Regions from separate parts of the Mus musculus genome. Here regions 2 and 3 are each linked to region 1. A link is a contact called in public Hi-C data. All regions are on one chromosome and are shown on one strand. The core of a region is the stretch at or near the end of the contact, and the rest is flanking DNA. Distances in the headings are between cores, read along the strand shown. Region 1 overlaps Gm39149 (a long non-coding RNA gene). Region 2 overlaps Gm32098 (a long non-coding RNA gene). Region 3 has its middle 49 kb from the start of Gm32098.

The links. A called contact is a pair of places that touch in the nucleus more often than the background predicts.
Region 2: a Hi-C map of muscle stem cells shows a contact between it and region 1, with 1.9 times the contacts expected there. The contact joins two enhancer-like sites. A contact is called at or near these places in 3 of 484 Hi-C or Micro-C datasets (brown adipocytes, muscle stem cells and nephron progenitors) and 2 of 115 datasets of contacts at active chromatin or transcription factors (embryonic stem cells and fibro-adipogenic progenitors).
Region 3: a Hi-C map of muscle stem cells shows a contact between it and region 1, with 3 times the contacts expected there. The contact joins two enhancer-like sites. A contact is called at or near these places in 3 of 484 Hi-C or Micro-C datasets (embryonic stem cells, muscle stem cells and nephron progenitors).

Annotation. Positions count from the first base shown.
Region 1 is chr8:26,557,173-26,561,424 of GRCm38.p6, reverse strand. It overlaps Gm39149 (a long non-coding RNA gene), which reads left to right. Exons shown (of 3, transcript XR_870276.3): 2 at 888-1,032; 3 at 1,378-1,675. Among named protein-coding and RNA genes, the nearest start is that of Gm39149, 21 kb to the left of the region's middle. Within about 2 kb of position 2,039, at least 12 of the 459 cell types and tissues checked have an H3K27ac peak or open chromatin away from gene starts, as enhancers often do. A contact at or near this core is called in muscle stem cells, where this site is marked.
Region 2 is chr8:26,684,996-26,689,502 of GRCm38.p6, reverse strand. All of the region lies in intron 2 of Gm32098 (a long non-coding RNA gene), which reads left to right. Among named protein-coding and RNA genes, the nearest start is that of Gm32098, 11 kb to the left of the region's middle. Within about 2 kb of position 1,267, at least 35 of the 459 cell types and tissues checked have an H3K27ac peak or open chromatin away from gene starts, as enhancers often do. A contact at or near this core is called in muscle stem cells, where this site is marked.
Region 3 is chr8:26,745,738-26,749,714 of GRCm38.p6, reverse strand. No RefSeq gene overlaps it. Among named protein-coding and RNA genes, the nearest start is that of Gm32098, 49 kb to the right of the region's middle. Within about 2 kb of position 2,269, at least 86 of the 459 cell types and tissues checked have an H3K27ac peak or open chromatin away from gene starts, as enhancers often do. A contact at or near this core is called in muscle stem cells, where this site is marked.

The sequences.
Region 1 (4,252 bases), core at 790-3,289:
TTGTACAAAGATATAAAAAGTTTAAGAAGAAATTAAAATATTCAAAAGAACAAAACTTGGAGAAAAATCCAAGTGCAATCAGAATTTTGTAATGTGGGGTGCTAAACCTAAAATCCTAAGGAGAGACTCCTCAAATATCTGGCTGTGGCTGGGTCCCAGAATCCAAGATTTATGACAAATTTAAGGTCTAGACTCATGTTTAGGACCTGATCTGGGCTGGGGGACAAGAGCAGGATATTGTCCTGTTGATGAACTGATGGCAAACCTTCAATTCTTTAGCTCTTCAGAAGCCATGTGAGATCCATGGAGTTTTGAACTTGCTATAGTAGAAGCTGTAGGGAGAGAGGGAGTCTTTTATACAGTGGCACCCTAGACTTATGGAACGTGACATCTGCTTGCTTGGAACAGATTACTCATCTCAGAGCTGCAGCATCTATCTTGGTGTACAGTGCACTCTATGAGCACAGAGTCTGTCCTCATTCTTAAAAGGAGGATTAGAATTGGTGGTTGCCATTTAGAGATATTTCCCAGAGGGTGTATGGCTTCTTGCTCAGTTCTTCTCATCTTCTCAATAGCAAGTTAGTTTTCAAAACTTGCCTGGATAAACTATATCTCTTCATACTGGTGTAGAATCTAAACTTTCTGCATGGCTCAGTACAGGCAGTAGAATGTGACAAAACGTGACCCTGTATTAGACCTAGTGGCTTCTACCCCTATGTGTTTCTTTGAGTTCTCAGAAACCAGGTTGGAAGTCTACATAACTTGTAGAAGACTCCACCCGGAGAGACCATATGGAAAAGTCATGTGGATACCTGATCTATCTGTTGGAAAGGTCCAAGATCCTACCTTACTCAGCTGAGTCCTGCACTCCTGTCTTCTACCTCCAGGCACCAGATCTGTGTATGAGCTTAAAAGGACCTTGCAGCCCATTCCAGTCACTAAGATGACTACAGCCCTAATGTGACCCCAACGGTCACAGTGGAAAGAACAACCACACTGCGGAACCCTACCATGCTACCAATTCATAAAATAGTAAGTAAGCCATTACATGCTGTCATGATTTGTTATATACCACCACGATCAAAGGTAGATCTCCAAATTCCTGTTGATCTGAATGGATGATTTCTGAAATCTACAGTATGCTTGTGGGACCAGGCTGAGAAACTCTCCTCTCGAACCCAGCTAATGAACCCATCTTCCCATTCTTCCATCTTCTTAACCATAGACTGAGTTTCCATGATACAGAAACATATGTCCTTTAGTAAACACTGACCAACAAGAGCCACACACAGGGTTGGGAGCGATGGCATGATGCAATGGATAAAAAGGATACTATGTAATGGTAGCAGTGATGGCGGGTCATGTTTCTATCTCTAGATTATGTTCCATCTCATCTGGAGCTTGCCCATGGAGTGATGAAGGTACCATTTCGGCACAGCAGAAAAGGTGGATATTGAGAGCTCAGCCCTCCTCAGACTGAAACCAGCTCCCGGAGGGGGTTCCCTTGATGATGATGATGATGATGTAAAGTGGACCTCCTGTCCAGCAGCCGATCTTTCCGGGCAATTATTTGGAAGTAATGAAAGTGAATGCATGACATTTAAAAAGAAACCCCTCTGTCAGCAGGAACGCCGCCACAGTCTCCGGCACCTCAGAGAATACACTTAGCTTGAAATAATGTTCATTTTAGCCAAGTTGTAAATTACAAGTGTGTCAGGGTCCAGGGGGATTTATTACCATTTGGAAAGAGGTTGCTGGGCTTGTGCGTGACTGATCATACGGTGCCCATTACAAAATGGCTGTGCTGTGAAGATCACGGAGAGGGAAAAAAGTACGTTTCTTGTTTCTTTTCATTTTTCTTTTACGGCTCCTCTCTGGGGACTTCTTGTTGCTCATGTCCCACAGAAACACCAGTAATAAAGGGCACAATGTCGCAATCTGCTTTTCTAATTGCTGCTTGGATTTGATCTGACATCATGAGTGACAAATGACAGCCAGTCTGTTGATGAGTGGTTTGGCTGGATGTCAGCCTCCTTGGGTCAAAGGAGGGCAGGAAAGCTGGTTGCACTCATCTGTCTGGGCTCGGCAGGGAGCCCTGGAATGGAGTGAGACTTGGATCTTAAAACAGGCCTGGCTTCGGATCCTAGAACAAGTCTGACTTTTCACTGCCCTGCCCTTCCCAGTGTTAAACTGAAGGATTGATTTGGGAAACAGACAATTGGGAGGATGAAGAAGAAGCTCTATATTAGTGAGCTTCACATTTCTACAATGAAATACCTCCCATTTAACTTACAATGATAGAGATTTGTTTAGGTTCAAATTCAAAACAATGGCCTTACAGGTGTGGACTCTGATGAGCAGACATTTGCATTGGCAGAAGTATTGGTCATATCATGAGTGTCTTGAGCAGAAGAAAGTGGGAGAAGAAAGAAAACTGTCCCCAATAATCTTGGGTGTCTCTTTAGAGTCCACTACCTCTTAAGAGTCCAGAGCACCTCCCTGTGCTTCCTCTCTGGGAAATGAAGCCTTTATACCCACATCCAAGCCACAGAGGGAACTGAGAGCTTGTTGGCACCCACCTTTCAACCACTCTGCCCTCCTTTCTTGTTTGTGGGGAGCAATAGTCCTAAGCAAGAGTGAAGCCCCAGGGACTTCAGTTTTAAACAACCCTTTTTCTTGGCCAGGATGGGGGTGGGAATGTGGCATAGAGGAAATCTCTCTCTCCTCTTGGCAGACAAAGGCCAGAACTTGAGTCCTGGTTCTGCTCTGGCTCTGTGCGACCTTCAGTTCCCTGATTATGGTAGACATCCACAAAGCCTTTCCTTCCTCTCCAGCCCCAAGCATTGCTTGTTGAAGGGTCCTTTGGGGAGCACTTAATCGAGCATGATATGAAGGAATGGTACTTGGCACGCCACCCCACCACAGGTAGGCGGTAGCATTGCAAACTTTGGAAATGGGGCAGGCACCACCATTAATTAGTGTGGTTGAATAATATATTGGTTTTCTATTGCTGCCTAACAAGTTACCATGGCTTAAAATCACGCTCACTTATCATCTCAGTTCCTGGGACAGGAGTCCAGTCCTGAGTTATCCGGTTCCTCCACCAGGTTCTCCCTAGGCTAAATCAAGGTGTCTGTAGGACTCTGATGTCTCAGGTTCAGGGTACTCTTTCAAGCTTATTGAGATGTTTGTAGAACGTGTGTGTGTGTGTGTGTGTGTGTGTGTGTGTGTGTGTGTGTGTTTTTGCATGTATTGTGCTCCCTGATGTATTCATGTGGACTTGCATCTCTCCTTCCTCCTTCATGTAAATTTTGGAATAGAACTCAGGTTGTCCTTTGTGAGCAGCAAGCCCCTGCATCCTGAGCCATATCATTTGCCCTGAAATCAGTATCCCACAAACGTACTAGATGAACATGACTGACTGCTAGACGTAAAACAAGCAAAGCAAGGTGAACAGAACCCTAAGATCTGGGAAAGGAAATCAACTGGATTGGAGTTGCCCCTGAGTCTTCACTCTTTGGAGCCAGATTTGGCCTTGTTGTGGCTATGTTCTCAGTTCCCCTGTGGGCCTATGCTGTGTTTCTGGCTCTCTCCTGATTAAGTGTGACCTTCATCAGCAGGTTTCCCAGACACGCAGGCTACAGCATCAGGTACAAGGAGATATCATCCTGTAAAGCCCTGTGGCTTCTGGACTCCCTGCCTGTTTTTCTGTCATTGAGAATCTCCCAAATCCTACAGCCATGCCTCCCAGGCCCACATCGTAAGCTTCGTGCAGGCCCAAATTGAGTTGTCGATGTGAATTATTTAGAGGCTCTGGTGGAATACAGTTGTATCAGTAACACAGACTATCACTTTGTGGCCTTGGGGCAGTCTCTGTTGCACACTCTGTCACTATTTCCTCTCATGAATAATGGAGGAACCAAATTACTCCGCGTGTGGAGGATTCATACCCTGCAAAAACAAGGTTGCTCTGAAATTAATTTTTTGTACTAAAAGAGTGACAGAAAATCAATTAATCACAGATTATTCCATGCAGAAACCAAGTAAAAGAGGCAGGGTTTGTGGCTCAGAGCATAGTCAGCTAATGCCTAGGGCAGCTGCAAGCTTCATCAGGCCTCCTCAGAGGCAGATGGCACTAGAAGTTTGTCTGACCCCAGTTACACCAAGGTGCAGCCTCTAGGCCTGCAGCTGAGCAGAAGGCTTTCTTCTGGTGACCTTATTGTCACTGTCAGACTCCCTGGCCCTTCCCCTC
Region 2 (4,507 bases), core at 18-2,517, 130 kb before region 1:
ACAAAGGGTGTGTGAGGGGGGAATCTTTGTAAAATAAAAGGAGCTAAGAAAACCCAGTGAGTAGAGGCCCTGTTCTCCAGTGAAAAAGAAAAAAAAATTCAGTGCATGATACTCTTAGAAGCAGAAGTAGGCTGTGCCCAGAATCATGAGAATCCCACACAGGACAATGTAAGATCTCAGGGCTGACCAAGACACTGGGGCTGCAGGTCTGCCCTAGAGGGAGCCAGTGGGAGCAGAAAATAAATAAAAAAATACAATTAATATTCATCATGTGTCCTCCCGAATTTGGATGCAGTTACAGAAATTATTGTTAATAATGAAAGCCATATATCAAAGGCTATAAAACTCATCTGGGCTAGGACACTATTTTTTTAGGCTCTGTTCTGAACCATTAAAGATGACATATTGCATTTGTGCGCCTCTGTGTATAATAAGATACATTTAGGTCTGATTCTAACCTAAACTGGCAATTTTGGTATTGAACTTGAGTCCTTAAATGGGGGCTGTGACATTCCAGTCCAGAGGAGGTCAGCAGAACCCATCCATTCTCCCATGACCTCACTCAAACAGGGCAGGATGGATGGGTAATTAATTTGTTAGATCATCAGTGATTCATGTTGGAAAAATACAACACAGAGGCTCTTGACAAATTCAATTGAAATACAGTGGGGGAAAAGGATACGCATCCCCCCCCCCCCCGTAAAACCTCAAACCTTAAGCGTAGAGCAAGACAGACTGTGCAGTTCATTTATCTATTCCTTCAGGATACTTACTTTATAGAAAGCCCTGTAGGGTATATACGGGGAGCACACGCAGTCTGGTAACAGAGATACAGGGATTTGGACACTCCCAGAGCTTAGAAGCCATCTGTGGAGTTTGTGGAGGAACAGGGCTGGAGGTGTTTGGTCGTGATACCTGATCTGGATAAAAACAAGTGCCTGAATTGGAAGATTCTAACAAGTCTAAGTCCCATCAGGAACTTGACCACAATGTCTATACTGTTGACTCTTTGCTCACTGCCACCAGCGATGTGGTGTATGCTAAAAGTCCCAAGCTGTTCAAAGACCCAGAAGCCTGGAAGCTGAGAGGTTACGGGGTTTTGTTTTGTTTTGTTTTGTTTTGTTTTGTTTTGTTTTGTTTTGTTTAGAGAAGTAGTTTCAAATATATTTCTCCTGGTGCTTGTTTCTGAAAGTTCAGACTCCCCAGATCAGACCTGGAAAACACTCAATTCCTGTGGTTTCTCGTTCTGTTGAATTTGTGTGGGAGAAAAATGTACAGCCTTGAACTCTGAATGAAGCCCAGTGTGGAAGCAGTGGTTTTCAGTGGTGCCATTTCCAAAGCTCTCATTGCTGTTTCTAAAGACTTCCCACGTATTCTGTTACTGACCCGCAGCTTGGAATAGTGAACATTAAAAATTAAAAAAAAAAAAATCCAGGCTGCCAGTATTTACTTATGAAATGACTGGGGAGAGCCTGGCAAACCGGCTGCCTGGAAATTAGTGCACAAATTGAAAGTTTGAAGGCTTTTTGTTCCTGGCATTTTGACTTCCTCATCTGAAAAATGGGGATATTAATACCTACCTCCTGGAGTTGTTGTGAAGATTAAGTGCCGCTATGTATGTAGAGCATGGAGCACAGGAAAGGGATGGCTGCAATTATTATTTTATTATAATTATTTAGATTTCATACCCTCCTCTTCCCCTGTCTTCCTAACTTCCCCATTTCTCTCAGTGACTCTCCTCCACTCCTCCCCTCCCCCTACTCTTCCCCCTCCTCCCACTCCTCCCCTCCTCCCACTCCTCCCTTTTCCCCTCACTCCTCTCCTTCCACTCCTCCCCTCCCTTCTCCCCCTCCTCTCCCTCCTTTCCATCCCCTTCCCCCACTCCTCTTTCCCCTCACTTCTCTTTCCCACTCCTCCCCTTTCCCCCCCTTTCCTCCCCCTCCCCCATTCCTCCCCTCCTCCCCATCTCCTTCCCCCACTCCTCCCTTTCTTTCTATGTATCCCCCAACTCTTCTACCCTCACTACCTTCCCCCTCCTCATTGCTCTCCCCCAAGCTGATTTCCTCACAGATTCTTAGGAATCTGCTTCATTCAGTCCTCCCCTCTCCTCACTCTTCCCCAGATCCCCTTATTCCTCCCTCCTCCTTTTCCAAGTTTCTCCTCCCTCCATATACAGGAATCCTCTTCCCTCAGCCTCCCCCTTCTGGCCCAGCAGCAGAATGCAACCAAGCCACTTTCAAAAATAGAAAACAAGAAAACAAAAAAGCCATCTTCAAAAGAGGAAATACAAACAAACACCAAAACAACCAATGCCATACATGCCCAAAGATGACTTAGGCTATTGTTCAGAGATGGCCCTTCCTTGGGAAGCACTTAGCAGAAATAAAAGGAGTACCACACTGCTCTGGGGTGTGAACGCAGATGCAAAGGAATTTGAATTCCCCAAAGCAGAAGAGGAATGCTTTTACAATCAAAGAGCACAAGGAGTAGGAAGCTTACCAGGAATGAAAAAAGCCAGCAAAATTGATTGTGTGGTCTCCCTTAATCCATAGCTATTAGCCCAGGTGCCCATATGAGGTGAACTTTGACCTCTCATAGAAAACACTTGTGCTTGAACTCTTGGTGCTAACCCTGCCACTTGGCACCTTTGTTTTAGCTTACTAGTAAGGATGGCATCATTTATATGAGCAGATGACAAGGGCACTCTAGACCTAAGTTGCAAGTGTCCCAGCACCTTGTGACATGGGCAGAAAGGAGATAGAAGAGACACAAAAGGCCAGCACACTCCTCTGGAAGGTGTGGGGTTTTCAGGAAACACCTTCAAATGTGCACTGGCCCCAGATGCCTCCCCCGACTCCCCAGTGGTGTTCAGACATATTGAGTCTTCTTGGTTCATCTTTGCATTCTCCTCACTTGCTTGCTAATGTGTCACTATTGAGGAACACTCCAGGGCCACCATCGATGGTTCTTGCTACTTCATTGAATCCTCATAGAAAACCTTTAGAGTAGGTTTCTCCTCTCGTACATTTCACCAATGAAGGAACTGCAGCAGCCCAGAGTGGCAGGTGATGACCTAAGCCTACCTAGCTCACAAGTGGCCAGCCTCTTCTATCTGTCCCAGTGGCTATAATCATGACCACCATCTGAGGACAGGCGACATCTACCAGGCAGGGCACACCGTTAAAGTGTATCATCTCAAGCCAGTCTTGACACCCTGACTCTAAGAGACAGGTATTGCTTTCGTTTTACACAGAAGCTCAGAGAGATACTTAAACAGGCGGTAACTGTTGGCTATGATGTGGAATTAGATGGGCCTGGCCTCCACTCATGTTCTGTTGCTTCTGTTAAATCTCTAAAACAGAGGCTCAGCAGAAACCTGCCACTCATTTCACTTGACAGCTTCTGCCCTAGTAAGTGATGGTCCGGGACCTCTCTACTCCCTGAACAGAATGAAGGGCTTATTTCTACTGCTACAGTGGTGGAGTCTGAACATAGAGATGGTTTTGCCACCCAATTAGGCATGGAGCCAAACCTCAACTAACCTCATCACTGTGGATGGGAGTGACTGATAAACACAGGGATATCTCATTTTAATAGAACCCCAAAGCCAAAGCAACCTGGAATTAGAGAAGACCTTGGGGAAGGTATATTTATGGGTTTATATTGAATGTCTGTCTGTTTGTCTGTCTGTCTGTCTGTCTGTCTCTGTGTGTCTGTCTCTGTGTCTGTTTTTCCTAGTCTCTCTCTCTCTGTCTCTTTCTGTCTCTCTCTCTCTCTCTCTCTGTCTCTCTCTCTGTGTCCATCTCTAAGACAAGGTTTCACTATTATAGCCTGAGTTGGCTTTGAGCTAAGTATCTTCCTACATCAGACTCCCGAGTGCTAGGATTGCAGGTATGTGTAACCATGCCCAGCTCTGAGCAACTGTTCTAGTATCTTCAGAACCAGGGTCAACAAATGTTTTCTGTAAATTCTGTAAATGGTGAAAGAGAAAGAGAGAGAGAGAGAGAGAGAGAGAGAGAGAGAGAGAGAGAGAGAGAGAGAGAACTTTATGCCTTTGTGGTCTGACAGTCTCTGCCACAGGTACTCAGGTATGGTGTGATTGTGTGTTAGCAACCACAGCCAATTCCTGCATATGCCAGCCAGGCTATATTCTAATGAATCTTTATTTCCGATTGCTGAAGTGTGAACTTCACGTCATTTTCATGTGTCACAAAGGTCATTCTTCTTTTGATTTCCCCAACTACTTAAAAATGTAAAAACTATTTTTAGCTCACAGGCCACATAAAAATCCACAGTAGGCTGGATCTGCTTTAGGGACAGAGTTGATACACTTTGGCTTAAAACATTCAATTATGTGTCAGTCATTAGAAAATCTACTGTATAAATCAAAACACAAAATAGTAATCTATGTTTTGTGGGGGAAGGAGGGCCCCAGTGATTGAGATCTCCAAATACATTTTGTACCCTGCACGAAGAAAGAAACATTCTGTGTTGAGGGTAGCTACTA
Region 3 (3,977 bases), core at 1,020-3,519, 190 kb before region 1:
CAATACAATATCCCCCCAGAGGCACTGAGGAGTAAGAAGGAAGGAAGGAAGGAAGGACAGAGGCGAAAGAACTTGGCTAAGAATTTCCAAAAATAGCAGACGACGGCTGAGCTGGGCACGGGGCACCAAATTCAACTCCAAAGCTGTTCTTGAAATCAGTGAGGAGTTTGGAGCCATTATTAGACAAGGAGGCTGGGACATTTGCTTGGGCAGAAGCTGTTTCTGTTAGAGCCCTTCTGTCATGTCATTTAGACGTTCTGTGAAGATGTGTCTTTGACTGTGAAGGGCAGCCTTAGGATTGGAGGATGTGGGGCCATATAGCAGCAAATATCCAAACTCAGCATCCCTTACGAGCAAGGGCTCAGTGGGATAGATAGTGTTTCCTCTGCATCTCAACCCTTACACACGGATGCCCTGCCTTTTCCCTTTCTTACCTCTCCTTACCCAGATCATAAGGCACCATTGCAGGGGCTGCTGATTGACTTCTGGGTTTCTGGTCCAGGAAGTTCTGAGGGCTACTTAAAAAGCAGTGCTTCCTGCCCTTGAGGTAGGGCCCTGCTCCTCTCCCAGAACTCAGGCATCTCTGAGAACTCCAGAGCCAATCAGGCTGATAGGACATGACAGCAAGGCAGCATTCCAAGCCAAGTCCCAGAATGAAGTCCCAGGATGAACTTGGAGTGGGCACCACCGGTGATGAAGGGACATAGAGAAATAGAAATATCCATACTCAGAGGAGACAGGGTTCGGGATGTCACAGAAAGGGGAAGGGACTAGCCAGCTTCTGAGAATGGTGTCCAGAGGAACCCACTTGGAGTAAAGGCAGAGTAGACGCTGGGAGGATGCCTGCCCTGTGCTGGTTGGTGCATCCTGCCAGGCCGTTCCCGTTCTACCCTCACCCCCCCCCCCCCCCGCGTGATGGTCAGCACAGCCAGCTGGCTGATCTGCTCAGCACATTTTCCTCCAGTTCTGTTCAGCACAGTCTTCCCTTCAGCTCAGCTCGCTCAGCACATCTCATTCCTGCCTGACCCAGACCCCTTGAAACCATTTATTTCTCTTGGAGCAGAGGAGTTTGTGGTTGGTCGTGGCCTCTCTGCCGATACTTACCAACAGAGCACTGTTTCTGTCTTGCATCTCTCCCAGGGATTGGACCAGCTCAACCCACATTCCAGAGCATCTCCTTCCAATGGTTTAGTTCTGTGCTGCCTGGAGTGTTCAGAGCTTGTCCAATCCACACCTCCTGTTCTAGCACACTGGACCACCTTGCTTTTGTTAACCCAAGGCGCTGATGTGTACCCGTTCTCTCTCTCTCTCTCTCTCTCTCTCTCTCTCTCTCTCTCTCTCTCCTTACAAATGGCTCTGCAGCAGCCCTGGGAGGGCTCAGCCGCACCAATCACGTCTCCATGGTTCCTTGTTAGCTGCACTCTAAGCAGGAAAGTGACTGGGCCTGACAATATAATTTACATTGCTGTATAAAACTATCTGTGGAAGCCAAGCTAATTTGTGCCAGATTAGGCTATTTGTCTCAGCCACTGTCTCGCAGCACAATCTATCAGAGGGCTGTTTTCAAATATCGCTTTTCAAGCGTGCCCTTGAGAGGCAGAAATTGATTGGGATCTTAGAGAGCAAAATTACAGCAATAACTTAAAAGAAACAATAATTACTGAATCATACCAGTGTCAGCACTCTGGAAAACACGAAATAGCCATCAAACCCCAATCCAATATATTCTGAAGCGAATTTATTGAATGGAAAAAGCAGTTGAGTGAGGGTTTTTTCTCCTCCCCCCTCCCCTTTCCCTGTACATATGGTTATCTCAAAACCGCAAGCGAATGAGTCGATAATTCTTGTCACTGACTGCTCCATTTTCGCCAGGCAGAGGAGCCCCATTAGCTGCCTGCTGCCGCACCCGGCTCCCTCTCTCTCTGAATCCTTTCCCCTCGCCATGGCCGATTCATTTGCTAGTCTCTGCTCTTCAAGCAAACAAACATGTATAACTAATCATCTGTTAAAATGCAGAGGGCCGCTAATAAATCTCCGCAGCTGAAATACTTTAATGGGTAATTAATTGATCCTGTTCCAGAGGAGTAATAAGATAATAAATTAGACAATATTTCACTCAGTCGTGTCAGGCGCCTAGCTAATGGCGCTGTAGGGCTAAGCTGAAGGATAATAAATTAGCCAGAAATTAACTGCTAAGAGGTTTCTGTAGAGAAATCGGTTGACAAGTGAGTCACCATCGTGATTCAGGGCCTGCCTGGTAGTGTGGCAATCTCCGTGAATGTGAACTCGGGCCTCGGGAGGGGGCCCGTGGGGCACTCCCAGCCAGGCTCCAGCAGGATTAAGTTCCCAGCCAGAAGAGTGCCTGTTGGGAAATACCCAATGTGTGAAGTGGGCCAGGGCCCTGCCTTACAGGCCCAGCAGGTCCCTGGCTACAGTAAACTAGGCAGAACATGGGATGAGTTCTGGGAAACAGCGCCCCACTCCCAAGCCAGCAGGCTTTCTGAGCTTTTAATGGGTCATAGCTACCATACCTACCATCAAGTAAGTGACCAAGGCCACAGATCACCGATAGCCACCATATTGCCTTGGCTGCTGAGCCTGAGAAAATATGCTAATGAGGAAGGGCGGAGTCTGGGAAAGAGACTGGCGCTCCTTTAATAACAAGGCTATTACAACCCTCAGGCAGGAGAAATATCAGGGAGCAATGAAGTGAGTTAGGCTTTTCCACACAGGTCAGAGAGGTTTGTCATGGAGTCAGAGGGAGGGAGGGAGGGAGGGAGAAGAGGTTTCAGTTTTATTAAGGGTTTGCAACCCCATTGGAGGAACAACAATATCAACCAACCAGAACCTGCCCCCCCAAAGCTCTCAGGGACTAAACCACCAACCAAAGAGTACACATGGGGCCACCCATGGCTCCACCAGCATATGTAGCAGAGGATGGCCTTGTCTGACATCAGTGGGAGGAGAGGCTGTTGGTCCTGTGAAGGTTCGATGCCCCAGTGTAGGGGAATGCCAGGACAGGGAAGTGTGTGTGTGTGTGTGTGTGTGTGTGTGTGTGTGTGTGTGTGAACACCTTCATAGAAGCAGGGGGAGGGGGAAACCAGGAAAGAGGATAACACTTGAAATGTAAATAAAGAAAATATCAAATAAATAAATAAATAAATAAATAAATAAATAAATAATCTTGGGAAAGTGTTGATAGTTGGGAAGAAAAGGGAGTCACTGGAAGGTTGCCTTCTTCAGGGACAGGTAGAGACAGGGCTCTGCCTGAGGCAAAACACTGGGGAAGAAGTGTTTTGATTTCTCTCTGGTGTTCACCAGAGGTTCATATCTCCTCACAGTAGAAGCATTTGGGTACTATTTATTATTTTCCAGGTACTATTTATTATTTTCCAGGGACGGTTAAAGGGTGGCGGGGTTGATCAGCTAAGGAAACGAGGCTGGTCCGGCTGGACTGCTTCTTGAAGTTAGAGACCAGATCACCTTTATCCCTCCTTGATGATGGTCCCAACCCAGGTGCTATGTTCACTGTCTTCCAGCATCCTCTCAGTGCCGATGGCAAAGATGAGTGGCTCTGCCTTCTGAGTCAGGCCAGCCCATTGAGAGCTTCAGAGGAGCTAATGCAGGACATACTTGTTGGAGACCAGAAAGAAGAAATGTGTGCGTTGACTTGAGGTCCCTGGCGTGATGACTGGTTGTCATCTACTCTGTGTATCCCGAGAGAGAGAAGCCCTTGTCTTGCCGGCTGGCCCAACTGGTCACTTGCACTAAACATCAGGAACTTGGTCCCTGCTTCCATCATTTTTGCTGCTTTGGCTGCAAAGGCCTAGGCAGCAACGCAGACAGAGCATGGCCATCTTGTGCATCTAACTCAGGCACAATGGCACCACATACCTCGTTCAAACAACCCGTTTCTGGTTCTCCTGCCTCTTGGGCACAATCTCTATGCTGCTACTGAAGCAGGACACACTTAAGCA